Linked DNA regions of Hordeum vulgare: region 2 is linked to region 1. The links are chromatin contacts, called in public Hi-C maps. All regions are on one chromosome and are shown on one strand. Each heading gives the region's core, a stretch centred on a gene start, on an enhancer-like site or on the middle of the called end of the contact. The rest is flanking DNA. Distances are from core to core; before and after follow the strand shown. Region 1 holds the start of LOC123426430 (phototropin-2-like). Region 2 holds the start of LOC123426431 (probable ribose-5-phosphate isomerase 2).

Region 1 (3,141 bases), core at 473-2,972:
CCACTAACAGCTTGCACTACATAGGTTTAGATGCAGACCTTCTCACCACACCCCAGAAACCTCCTTGCCGTGTGCATCCCTTCAAATGCAACAAATCTCTCTGTTGGCTTGCTGTGTTCACACAACACATTCGCATCTACGTCAGTCCCGTTGAAATTTGGATCGTGCATGGTAGGAGGAAGTCGCGGGAGGCAAACAAAAGCAAACCAAGCTTCAGATCGAGCTATTTCACAAAATCCCCAATTCGCAAACCCTAACCCTAGCTCTGGCTATACGCAAGTGACCTTGATGATGCTGTCGCAGGAGGAGCACATGTTCAGGGTCGAATCCTCATTGGTCTCGTCGTCATTCCACAAAACCATGGCAGGGCGGAGAAGCGGTCGGCGTCCGACGGATGGAGCGACAGCGGAAGAGAAGAACAAAGAGAGGGTGACGAGCGATGGACTGAGGACAAAGAGCGACTGAGTCTCGATTGGGTTCAGTTTTGACCGAGCCAGCGTGTCGACGGAGCTAGCGGCAACGTTCGACGGCATTAGTGCCTCTCCGTGATGCCACGTCACCAGAAATGGGCCCTACATGTCATAATTGTGCTTAAAACGCTCCAACAGACGGGTCAGTGTTTTTTGCAAAAAAAAATTAGGCACACTTCATGTGTTTTCTGCAACGAATGTGTATATGAGTGTTTTCTGCAATCCTACGCTTCAATGTGGTGGTTTTTTGCAATTAACTCAACATATATCAACATCAATACCAAAGTTTGAGATTGCGCTAATCGGATCTGCCAACCGGTAGTACTAGAGGTATACTTGGCCATGGGCAACCCAGGACGGCCCGACCCGACCCGACCCAAAAATTTCGGGCCGGGTCGGGCCTATACTTGCCATCATGCCGGGCTCACGCGTGGAATTTGAGCCCAATGAACGGACCGGGCCGGGCTCGGGCTTGAGGAATGTTATTTTTAAGCCATTGGCCGGGCCAGACCGATTGGGCCCAGTCGGGCTTTTTCTTGTTCGGACCGGGCTTGGGTCCAATATTTTTGCCCGATGGTCGGGCCGGGCCGGGCTCGGCCCTGGAATTTTAGCATCGGTTTTTTTTGGTCCGGCCCGAAGTAGCCCACGTATAACTAGAGGTGATAATCGGCAAAAGATCTGCAAGTGTTAGAGGACATCTATCTCATTCAGTTTTCTTTTTCATAGATCAGTGCACCCGTTTTGTCTCTCTTCTCCTAATAACCACGCTGAGCGGGCGCCGGGCGGTCCATAAGAAAAGCTTAGCGGATGTCTTATCAACAAACCCCAAGCGCAACCCAGCCATCTGCAATCATCATAGGTTTGTAAAAACGCGGGCGCAAAACCGTACCCTTCCTTGTTAAATCTCTATGTATCTAGTGCTAAAAAGGAAGATCTGAGAAGGCACAAGCTGAGAAGGCGCAATTTGTAACGTCGTGTCGTCCCATGGTATTTGTACCCGATTGTTCCTAGCTATCCACAGCAGCCGGCCACCCTGGTCTCGCCCGTCGCCGTCCGGGAACAAGAACAAGCTCGCGACAGCGACGCTCAGGCGGACCTCCCCGGCAGACCGTCATCCACTGGATCCCCTCGCGCGCTCCCGTGGCCGCACACCCGCCCCGAAAAAATCTCCCCGTCGCCGTCGCCACCACCCCCGCGCCCCACCCCGGGGCAAAACGCGTCCGCACGATGCCTCGCCCGCTCGCTCGCTGGCGACGACGCCTCCCCGTGTCGCACCGGCCGGGTTCCGTACGTGCCTCCATCGCTGGCCACAAAACGCGAGCGCCAGGGGGCGAGGCGACGTCCGTGAGTCGACCACGGGCAGGATTGCATTATCCTCTCCCTTGCGCCATTCTTTTCCGCTGCCGCTCTGCTTTCGGGGGAGCACCTGATTCTGCACGGACTAGATAGATTGGTCGTCTCGTCTGTATAGCTACCATCCAGCTGCTCTGCCATTGGAAGCTGCCGCACCTCAAGGTTGGGTTGATCCTCCTCTGCTTTTTGCTCTTTTTGGTTGGGCTGTGCACTTGTGTCCTTTGATTCGTCTTGCTGCTTTCCTTTTATGTGCTTGCCGTCTCTGTATTCCGTGCTGGAGCTGTACGTACCAGCGGTATTTCATTGGTCTGCTTTGGATAATGGAACAGTGAGGGTAGGTTCACACTCTACTGTGCTATATCTATCAGGTTCGGTACGTTGGAAGTAGTTCTTGGCATATCCCCACCCAAAACTCGGTTGTGTTTTTTCTTTAAAATATACATATCCAGTTCCCCTGTTCGATTTGTTCGGAGCCCTTCTTTTTTTCCGGTAAGTTCGGAGCCCTTGATTGGTCACTATACTACAGTAGGAAGTTGTTGCTCAATTTTTCACCTGCTCGTGTTCACGGCCTCAAATGTATTGGATGAAGTTCTCTTCATTCTCCCCAATTCACGGACACGGTTTGCTGAATGAATTTTACGACAAGATGATAGCAACACTGCCTGCGACTGCGAGATGCCTGAATTATGTGTTGCTTCCTCTTCTTGGATGCAGAAATTCAGCAGATGGTTGGCCGACCATAGTTGCACCGCTCATCAAATCAGTCGCGACAGCTAGCACGTGACGTAACCCATGGCGGGCGCTGGCAGCTCGAAAGATGTGGCCGACTCAGTGGAGAAGTGGATGGCGTTCCCGTCCGGGTCCGGGTCCGGCGAGGAGGCCAGCTTCACCCTCCCGACGCCGCCGTCGCTGTCCAGCGGCAAGGAGATCGTGGAGGAGCCGGGCGGTTCAGGCAGCGGCAGCAAGCAGCAGGGGTGGTGGCCCAAGCCGGAGCAGCGTGGCCGCAGCAGCAGCGGCACCGGCATGGGCAGCGCCAAGCCTTCCATGGAGGGGCGCGGGTCGTCCGACGCGCTGCCGCGGGTGTCGCAGGAGCTCAAGGACGCGCTGTCCAACCTGCAGCAGACGTTCGTCGTCTCGGACGCCACCCGCCCCGACATCCCCATCATCTACGCCAGCGCCGGCTTCTACACCATGACCGGGTACTCCGCCAAGGAGATCATCGGACGCAACTGGTACGTGCTGTGCTCCGCCATCCATCGTCGCCGGTTTCTTGGTCAGTGCGGTGCGATGCATGCTTTGATAGAGCTCTGCTTTTGTG
Region 2 (3,064 bases), core at 197-2,696, 570 kb before region 1:
TAAAAGCGAAACACTATTGTCCATGCAAAAAACAAGTGCGGAAAAGAGTGGCTCATTTCGGTGGCAGAAAGGAAGAAAGAAGTGGCAAAAGAAAGTGTCTCCATACAAACGGATATCTAGAAATCTGGTGCACTGAATCGGAGCATTAAACCTAAAGAAAAACTGCCATGCACATTCCATCCATGCCTAGTTGAGACTACTTGATTTGGACTCTATCGGACCGTAGCCAATCCTTTTCCTGTCTTGGATTGGTGTACACAAAACACAGGCACGTCCGCACATGGCTACTACTAAATCGAGAGGGGTCGGACAGCTGATGCAAGCAAAAAATATCAGGCCTAAACATGGAGTCAAAATTGGCAGACGAGCGATGAAGAAAACCGACTTGATAACATTATGGAGCGAAGTCCAAAACTTATTAGCTTCACCACACTAAGCTGGGCACCATCGCATTATACCCATGAATAAGGAGCAATAACAGTAACGTAGAGCAAGTTCACCGCATGAGCAAGAAGAGGTTCTGCTTCAATCTTGGCTTATTGTCATCTCCTCTGCAGATTCTTCCCCAGGCGTCTACTTCCTGCTGAGGACCGCCACGGTGCCGTCCTTCTTGGCGACGATGACCTTGGTGGCCATGCCGAGGAACATGCCGTGCTCGACGACGCCCGTGATGCGCAGCAGGCTGTCGCTGATGTCGCGCAGGTTGCCGTGTATGCCGTCGTCGAAGAACATCTCGACGATGTAGTTGCCGTTGTCGGTGAGGAAGAGGTCCTCCTGGTGGTCGCCGGCCTTGGACTTGACGGTCCTGAGCCTGGCGTGGAAGCCCGGCAATTTGTCGAACACCTTGCGGATGAGGCCGAGCGTGTAGACGCTGCCGAAGGGAACGACCTCGACAGGGACGGCGCCGGTGCAGCCGAGGCGGGGGACGAGCTTGGACTCGTCGACGATGACGACGAAGCGGGCACCGGCCCCCTCGATCATCTTCTCGCGGAGGAGCGAGCCGCCGCGGCCCTTGACGAGGTTGAGGTCCGGGTCGACCTCGTCGGCGCCGTCGATGGAGAGGTGGATCTCGGCGGCGTCGGCGAGCGCGAGCATGGGGATCCCGACGCGCGCGGCGTGCGCCTCCGTCTTGAGGGAGGTGGGCACCCCGGCGACCCCGCGCAGCGCGCCGGTGCGGAGGAGGTCCCCGAGGCGGTCGAGCGCGTGCGCGGCCGTGGAGCCGGTGCCGAGCCCCAGCGTCATGTCGGACTCCACCATGTCGACGGCGCGGTGCGCGGCGACGCGCTTGAGGTCCTCCTGCGTCGCCGCGTCGAGGGCCCGCGGCGGCGAGGCGGCGCTGCCCATGGCGGCGCGGGGGGCGAGGGTTTCTTGGAGGGATTGGGGTGGGAACAGAAACGGGAGGTGGGGGATTTTTAGGAAAGGAGGCGGCGGGAAATGGGAGCCTGTGGTGTGGGGGGAGATGGCACAGAATCGGCAGCATTTATGGGCATCGGAATGCGTGATAGATGCGGCGAATCAGGGACCTGACGCGGTCTTTATTCCCACGCGTTGTAAAATGGAACGGAAATTAATTCTAGGTGTCCTCTACGCTGCGTGCAGCACTCCTCTCCGTTGCTTGCCCTGCAGTCTGCAGTGCCATGATTCACGTTGCTGGGACGACATACGGACGGAGACGGCGTGGTTCATGCTTGATTACTATCATCATCGTTTCGGTGCTCATCTGATAGGCCTATCTTCAGAGGGATGCAAACTTTCTACCACTGCCCCAGTGAGACCATGTCAGATATGAGTATATTGTGGTTCGGTAACTGTCCTTTTTCTTTTATTATATCGAGTGGTTCAGTAGCTAACTTTGATGAACTCAAATTTCAGTTTTTATAGCGCATGTCCAAAAGTTACCTGCCAAATTCATTTATTCAGGTAAGTTAAAAAAAAATCAAAGTGTAGCCCTGTAAAATATTATTCCCTCCTTTTCCAGAATAACTTATGTGGTTCTAAGTCAGTTTCTCACTTCTCAAATCAAAATATAACCTACAAATAGTGAAATGAGTATAGCTTAGGTGATTAACTTTTTTTTTTAACCGCGCTTCTACCCCTTTCCATTACTTTCACATAACGGAAATACATCGGTCCAAGGAACAACAACCGAAAGGAAACATGAAAGGGGAAAAAGCGAGTCCAAAACATCGAAGGGAAACCCACCATGAGCGTCTGTCAACGAGTAACCCACCATGGGGCGAAAACCCAACGACACCTACTCACTACCACAGCTAGTCTAGATCAAAGAGGCAAGTCTAGGAGATCACTCCTAGTCTAGATCAAAGAGGCAAGTCTAGGAGATCACTCCAAAAGCAGCTCACGCAGGAGTAGCATTAACAAAGCACTAATGCAAAATGACGGTAGCAGCAGATCAGTCGACCTTCATCCCATCGAACGTGGCGCAGATTCTCATCAAGTTTGTTGCAGGAGTATTCAACATATTAGCCCCGTGTTCCATGGTCTCCTCGTCCTCTCCAACGAATAAACCTGCCCAATACGAAAAGAATCCACACGGAGAGAACACCACATCAAAAGGGGTGCTCAAAATTTTGTTCTCAAAGGTGGCTGTGTTGTGACTGTTCCATATGGCCCAACACACTGATGCAAGGCCAAATGTATAAAACCCCATATCATCAGTGTCACGCCCCAGATGCGGTCTTATCCTTATTTTTGGCTCGAGGGTCTCGATAAATGGAAAAGAATTATTGGCAAGGGTTTTTTAGGCCAAGATGTAGTAGAAGGCATGGACATTGCAAGTGTGTTTGTGGGTGATTCCAAAAGGGATATTTATTATAGCTCCCTAAAATATTGGGAGGATATGTTATAAAGAGAAATTACCATGTGAATTCCCTCGATTTAAATGGATCAAGAGACCTATGCAATTTATTTATTTGAGAAACATTTTGGTTGGTAAAATTAATGGCATGGTGACATGATGCAATGCAAAAAAAGAAGGGAACTAACATCACACAACAGGCAACCGAGTAATATATAACAAATATACGAAAGTCTTGGTCTTGGGTTG

Evidence for each region. Hi-C and Micro-C count contacts between places; a contact is called where the count stands out from the background.
Region 2: a Hi-C map of seedling shows a contact between it and region 1, with 5 times the contacts expected there. The contact joins the promoter of LOC123426431 here to the promoter of LOC123426430 in region 1. A contact is called at or near these places in 4 of 6 Hi-C or Micro-C datasets (leaf and seedling) and 1 of 1 datasets of contacts at active chromatin or transcription factors (embryo).

The regions. Positions count from the first base shown.
Region 1 is chr2H:404,912,169-404,915,309 of MorexV3_pseudomolecules_assembly, reverse strand. It overlaps LOC123426430 (phototropin-2-like), which reads left to right and starts at 1,722. Exons shown (of 24, transcript XM_045110268.1): 1 at 1,722-1,985; 2 at 2,538-3,055. The coding sequence starts at 2,616.
Region 2 is chr2H:405,485,470-405,488,533 of MorexV3_pseudomolecules_assembly, reverse strand. It overlaps LOC123426431 (probable ribose-5-phosphate isomerase 2), which reads right to left and starts at 1,446. Exons shown (of 1, transcript XM_045110269.1): 1 at 372-1,446. The coding sequence starts at 1,344. The coding sequence ends at 574.